Regions from separate parts of the Mus musculus genome. Here region 1 is linked to region 2. A link is a contact called in public promoter capture Hi-C data. All regions are on one chromosome and are shown on one strand. The core of a region is the stretch at or near the end of the contact, and the rest is flanking DNA. Distances in the headings are between cores, read along the strand shown. Region 1 holds the start of Myh3 (myosin, heavy polypeptide 3, skeletal muscle, embryonic). Region 2 overlaps Dnah9 (dynein, axonemal, heavy chain 9).

Region 1 (2,700 bases), core at 19-2,518, 1.2 Mb before region 2:
AAGAGAGAATACTAAGCAGAAAATGGCAGAGACAGCTTTGAACTGTTTTGAATCGACATGGTTTCTGCCTCCCATGCTAAGAATAGACTGAAGGCCAGGCATGGTGGTCTATGCCTTTAGTCCCAGAACTTCGGAGGCTGCGACAGGTGGATCTCTGTGAGTCTGAAGCCAGCCTGGTCTACCTAGAGAGTTCAATGCCATCTGGGGCTACACAGTGAGATCCTGTCTCAAAAAACAAAGGAACAACAAACCACCATAGAGAATAGATGGGAACCTCTAGCCGCACCCCTGAGGATGAAGCCTGCACTTCTCCGTTAAGCTCTGTAACTCCTCGGGGGCACAGGCATGAGGGGGCAATGGGTGATCTGGGTTTACCTGAAGACTTCCTGAAGCTCTGGGATGTGGCCCCAATGCTCACCTGAGTCACACCTGCAGGACAGCAGAGAGCAGCAGCAGTTGTGGACGTATGGGACCTGCAAGAGCATGCACACAGAGTTTAGTGGCCACCGTGATGTCTGCTTCTGTGACGAACCAGACCTTGGTGAGGCTCAACTAAGACACACAAAGGACTAGACAGTCAGAAAGATCCTTAGCTCTGAGGCAAGCCCTAGGACTGCAGACAGATCATAGTCTACAGCTAGGCATAACTACCAACTGCCTGGCAGGTTGGCTCCTCCAGCCCACTCTGACAATTTCTTCAGACTGCAAGATCCTTCATTGTGAACAGGGCAGGGATTCTAAATGGACTGAGTCCCTGCCAATAAAAGCTTCTGTTAGCGGGTGGGGACAGGCCTCCTGGTTATCTGAAAATGGAGACGATGCTGAGATTGGCTAATTTAAACCTGTTAAGCAAACATGTAGTCTTGAGGCCACTAAACACCCAGCAGGTATAGCGTCCAGGTAGGAAACACAGAGTCCCCTGTTCATTCTGTGGATCAGAGAGGCAACAGGAGAACATGGAGCCATGGTGGACAGGCCCATGCCTGTCCAACAGGATCCTTCCCAAGCAGAGAAAAGAAAGGGTGGGCAGGACCCCAGCTTCGATGATCTGCTAGAGGCAGTGGGATGCTGGGCTCTTGGGTCTCGCATCTCACTCTACTGTATTCCTTGAGAACGCCTTGAGAAGAGAAAAGAGGCTTGCCTGCTATAACAAAGCCAGGGAGGGCCACAGTCCAGGGCAGTGGCCGAATCAGGTCTAGAAGCAGTAAATGCCACAGAGATACTAGGAAAGTGTAAGACTTACCTCTGACTGTGACAGAGAGAAGCATAGAGGAGAGCTGCCCCCTGGGCTTTTATAGGCCACCACTAACCCCCTGGGCTCATTCTTCCTCTATATTTGGAAAGAGAATGACTGACACCACAGGCTGAGAACTGGCCCCCTCCACACGTATTTTTCGCCGTTGCCAAGGGAAAAGTATATATAGAAATGAGCAGGGTCCGAAACCATTTTTTCCAACTGTAGAAAGCTGGGAATTTGAGATGCCTTGCTCTGTGAACTCAGGGCTGTAGCTTCTCCACCTAGCACAATGGGATCTCCTTTGCTTTAGGAGCCCCTACCTGGCTCCATCCTGCAGGCCATCCCACCCTGAAATCAGCTGAAGCCACTACCACTTGGGAACAGGGGACACACAGTTGTGCTATTTGCTTAGAAAGCTCATCGAAGATAAAGTAGAATTGAACTTGTTGAAGTCCCCTCACGGTTATGAGCCAAACTCTGTAAAACTTGTGCAGTTGGATTATAGTTTTTTTTTTCTCCTTCTCCATCTCTCTCCTTCCCCTCATTACTTTCTGTCTCATTACTATAATTATTTACTTAATCCTTTCTTAAGCACTAGCAGGACCAACAAGCAAGTAAATGACAGGGAGCTATGCCACCAGCCCATGTTCACAGTGACAGCTGCTTAGGGGCCTGTGGTTATCAAGACATATTACCAATTAGGAAAGGCCAGCTGCCAGCCTAGATAGGGGGCGAGGGGAACGGTAGTGGCCTGAAGAGAAAGGGGGGATGGGTATCGCCTAACAGATGCTGTCATTTCTAAATCAGGACTGGAAAATTAAACCTTAACAAGAGAATTAAGGTACAGTTGACATTTTTGTCCATTTCCATTCCTCTCTTTCCTGGTCCAGTCTTTGTGGTGAGGGTCTGAGTTGTATGGGGTCATGGTTGTTCATTTAATAGAGAACTTCATGCCAATACATCCCATTTGAGAATATGGACTGTCCTCTTACAGCCTACCCATACACTGGTAAGGGAAGAAGGGAGAAAGCAGGACCAAAGTCTTCATAGGGACCATTATTTTTTTCGAGACAGGGTTTCTCTGTGTATCCCTGGCTGTCCTGGAACTCACTTTGTAGACCAGGCTGACCTCGAACTCAGAAATCTGCCTGCCTCTGCCTCCCAAGTACTGGGATTAAAGGCATGCACCACCACCGCCCGGCCATAGGGACCATTATTAAACATCCTCTGTATGTTCTTTCCTATTGAGGACTCTTCAAAAAGGCAGAGTGGAATCGGAAGATAGTCTTTCCCCAACATAAACCATTTTGTGGGCAATGAGTCATACAGCCTTCACACATTCCCTTCCAAGATTTAGGCAATTTCATAGCAGAGAGGCCACGCTGAGGCTCTCTGATGCCTGTGGTTAGCTAGACATCAGGCCACAGTGAAGTCACATCTTCTCATTGCTCCTCTTGCTCTAG
Region 2 (2,700 bases), core at 200-2,699:
GGCAGCATTTGATGGCTTCCAAATTCCATGTCAGCATATAATCAGGTAAATGGCAAAATTCTGCAGCAGTCTCGAATGTAAAGCAAACCCCTTGCCTGTCATATTTTGCATCTCTATTCCTGGGTAAGCAGGTATATAGTAGCAATTATCTTGAGTGGGTTTGCTGCAGTCATAGCCTATTGAAGCCGTGCAATTTGGCGCAGGCTGTTTACCCATTTGACTTCCAATTTGTTCAGTCATTTTTCTTCTAAGAACTTTCACTGTGCCTCTGTGTAGTCAATCATGAAGAATGCCTGAGTAGAGATTGGGAGGCAGTGTGGAGTTTCTCTCCCTTCAGTCTAGCTCCCATGATGTTGACTGATGGGCTCTGTGGGCAGAACTCAGCACTCTGTGGGGAAGGATTCAAAGATACTGACATGGAGTCATCCCTGCAGGATAATCCAATAGAAGGTTCGTAAAGAAAAGCTAGAGGAGGAAGCAGGAAAAGGTCCATAGATCAGAGAAAGAACAGTGAGGCCTTTGAGGAAAGGTGAACAGGCACATTTAAGGACAAAATGACAAGGTTGCTAGAGACCAGAGCAGAGGAGCTGAGAGTCCACCTGCTGCGCCAGAAGCAAACATTTCACCCAGAGAAGCAACAGCATATGGTGAACTTCTAGCATGTGATGGAAGAACCACGTAGAAGTAGTAAGCAACCTGTATGACCTGGAAGGTATTTTCTAATCAGGATCCTCTTGGGAAACAGTTTCATGAGGATGGTCCCCAGAGTGGCCTGGCCATCAGACTCATATAACACACTCTCCCATCTCCATCTGTATCACCAGTCTGGTTGTCTGCCCTGACGACTTCAAGGTGAGGCCTTGTAAGCAGCATCAGATGACCCTGGAGATGAGTGCAGCTTCCATGGAGGAGGAAGGGCAGAGAATGCCCTCCATGACAAAAAAAAAAAAAAAGCAGAGGTCAGAGCAGGGAGAGCCTTTAGGCTCAGAGCAGAAGGGAGCAGCAGAGGAAAGAGACCCCCAAAGGACAGCTGCAACAGTACGGCCTCCCAGAGGGGTGTGTACCAGAACCTGCTAGATGGACCACTGGAAGTCTGCTTCTAAGCTAAGCATGGGCTTAGGTGACCTGACAATCTAGCAGAGACAGGAAGAGCCAATGCTGCTGCCCTTCCCCTCCTCCGCAGTCACTTCACAATTTGAAGCTGATGTTGGCTCAGTGTAGGAAAAAAGTGGGCGGGCGTCTCCAGTCTCCCAGCACATAAGACAAGCCAACTGCCATCCCAAATGAGGCATCACAGTCACAAAACGCCCGGCCTTTAGAGTTAATCACCAAACACCCTCAGCCTTATGATAAAAACATTTGTGTTCCCAGTAAATCAGAACCGACTGGCTGTAAGACCACGTGGGCCCGGAAAGTCCTAGCTGAGCTATGAGATACAGCCCTGAAGGTCTGTAGCAGCTCAAAGCACACAGATGGTGGGGGTGGAGGAAGAAATCTGGGGAAAAGCCAGCTGGCCACCGACATGTCCCTCAGAGAGGATTTCTCTTGGGAATTCACCAATGTCAGACATCTGGCTCTCAGTCTTCCTAGGTGTCCTGATTCCCATTAGCCAGATGCACAAAAGCTTGATCTACAAAATTCCTAAATGCTGATTCTTTTTTTTTTAACCATTATAACTAGTAATTTTCAAAGGAGCATATTCTGATAAAAAGAAGACTAGAAAATTCTCTTCCTACAGAGGTACAAGTGAGAATCCAAATTTTTAGACTTGACCAATAGAATACAGTAGATACTAATGTAAGTGACATATCAGATTTCAAAGATAAAAGACCAAAAACTGTAAAATGTGTCATTAATAATTTGATTATTTATCCAAATATTTGATATTTTAGGTATATTGCATTAAAAGAAACATTCGGAAAATTAGACTCACCTCTTTCACATTTTGAAACAGCTGCCAGAAAAATCTTGGAATCCCCATGAGTCTCATTTCCCTTGGCTAGCCTGGCACCAGGGCATGTCTGGAACTTCTCATTGTTCAAATAATTGATGACCTTAATTTTTTTCCCCTGTGTTTTATTTTTTCTAAGTCTGTGCACTTGTTCAAATGCATAGGCTGGCTGGCTGATGTTGGGTCTTCAGTCCTGCACATTGTTGACTTCAGATCAAGTTGGGAGGAGCACCTTGTTCTGAGCCTTTGATCATCACCCCTGGGCACGTGCCTAGGCCTGATGACTTTGGCTAGCTCGTTCTCTACCAGAGATTCAGATGAGCCGGACAGTGGACCACCTCCGTCTGGAAGCCACCGTGGAAGATGTGGGACCCTTATCATTCTATTTCCTCCCCATCTCCTGTTTCCTGGTGACTTGTGTAAATGAAAGCCAGGCCCAGAGAGGATGATGTGTCTATAGGTCTACCATCCCAGCCCTTGAGAGGCAAGATTACAAATTCAAGGCCAGTCTGAGCTATGGAATGGAACTCTATTCCTAAACACTACGGAGAGGAGAGATCCTTCAGGGATGCAGTGCTTCCCTAGAATGTGTGAAAGCATCAGGCTCAAAACCCAGGATGGCGTGGGGATGGGGTGAGGGAAAGCTAGCTTCAAAGACCATTTTCCTGAGAAGAATGGATAGGGAGCTGGCCATGAGCCCTCAGATAGAGGGGGCATGAAGCCCTGAAGAGAAGTGTCATTGCCAGCCT

What was found. Promoter capture Hi-C pulls out the DNA fragments that hold promoters and counts their contacts.
Region 1: a promoter capture Hi-C map of hippocampal neurons shows a contact between it and region 2, with 2.3 times the contacts expected there. The contact joins the promoter of Myh3 here to the enhancer-like site in region 2. A contact is called at or near these places in 16 of 39 promoter capture datasets (3T3-L1-derived adipocytes, HPC-7-derived erythroid cells, cranial neural crest and 10 more), 1 of 15 datasets of contacts at CTCF or cohesin (embryonic stem cells) and 4 of 484 Hi-C or Micro-C datasets (the G1E-ER4 cell line, cortical neurons, embryonic stem cells and 1 more).

Annotation. Positions count from the first base shown.
Region 1 is chr11:67,076,868-67,079,567 of GRCm38.p6, reverse strand. Myh3 (myosin, heavy polypeptide 3, skeletal muscle, embryonic) reads right to left here and starts at 1,268. Exons shown (of 41, transcript NM_001099635.1): 1 at 1,244-1,268; 2 at 419-429.
Region 2 is chr11:65,837,885-65,840,584 of GRCm38.p6, reverse strand. All of the region lies in intron 67 of Dnah9 (dynein, axonemal, heavy chain 9), which reads left to right. Among named protein-coding and RNA genes, the nearest start is that of Zkscan6, 32 kb to the right of the region's middle. Within about 2 kb of position 1,449, at least 17 of the 459 cell types and tissues checked have an H3K27ac peak or open chromatin away from gene starts, as enhancers often do. A contact at or near this core is called in hippocampal neurons, where this site is marked.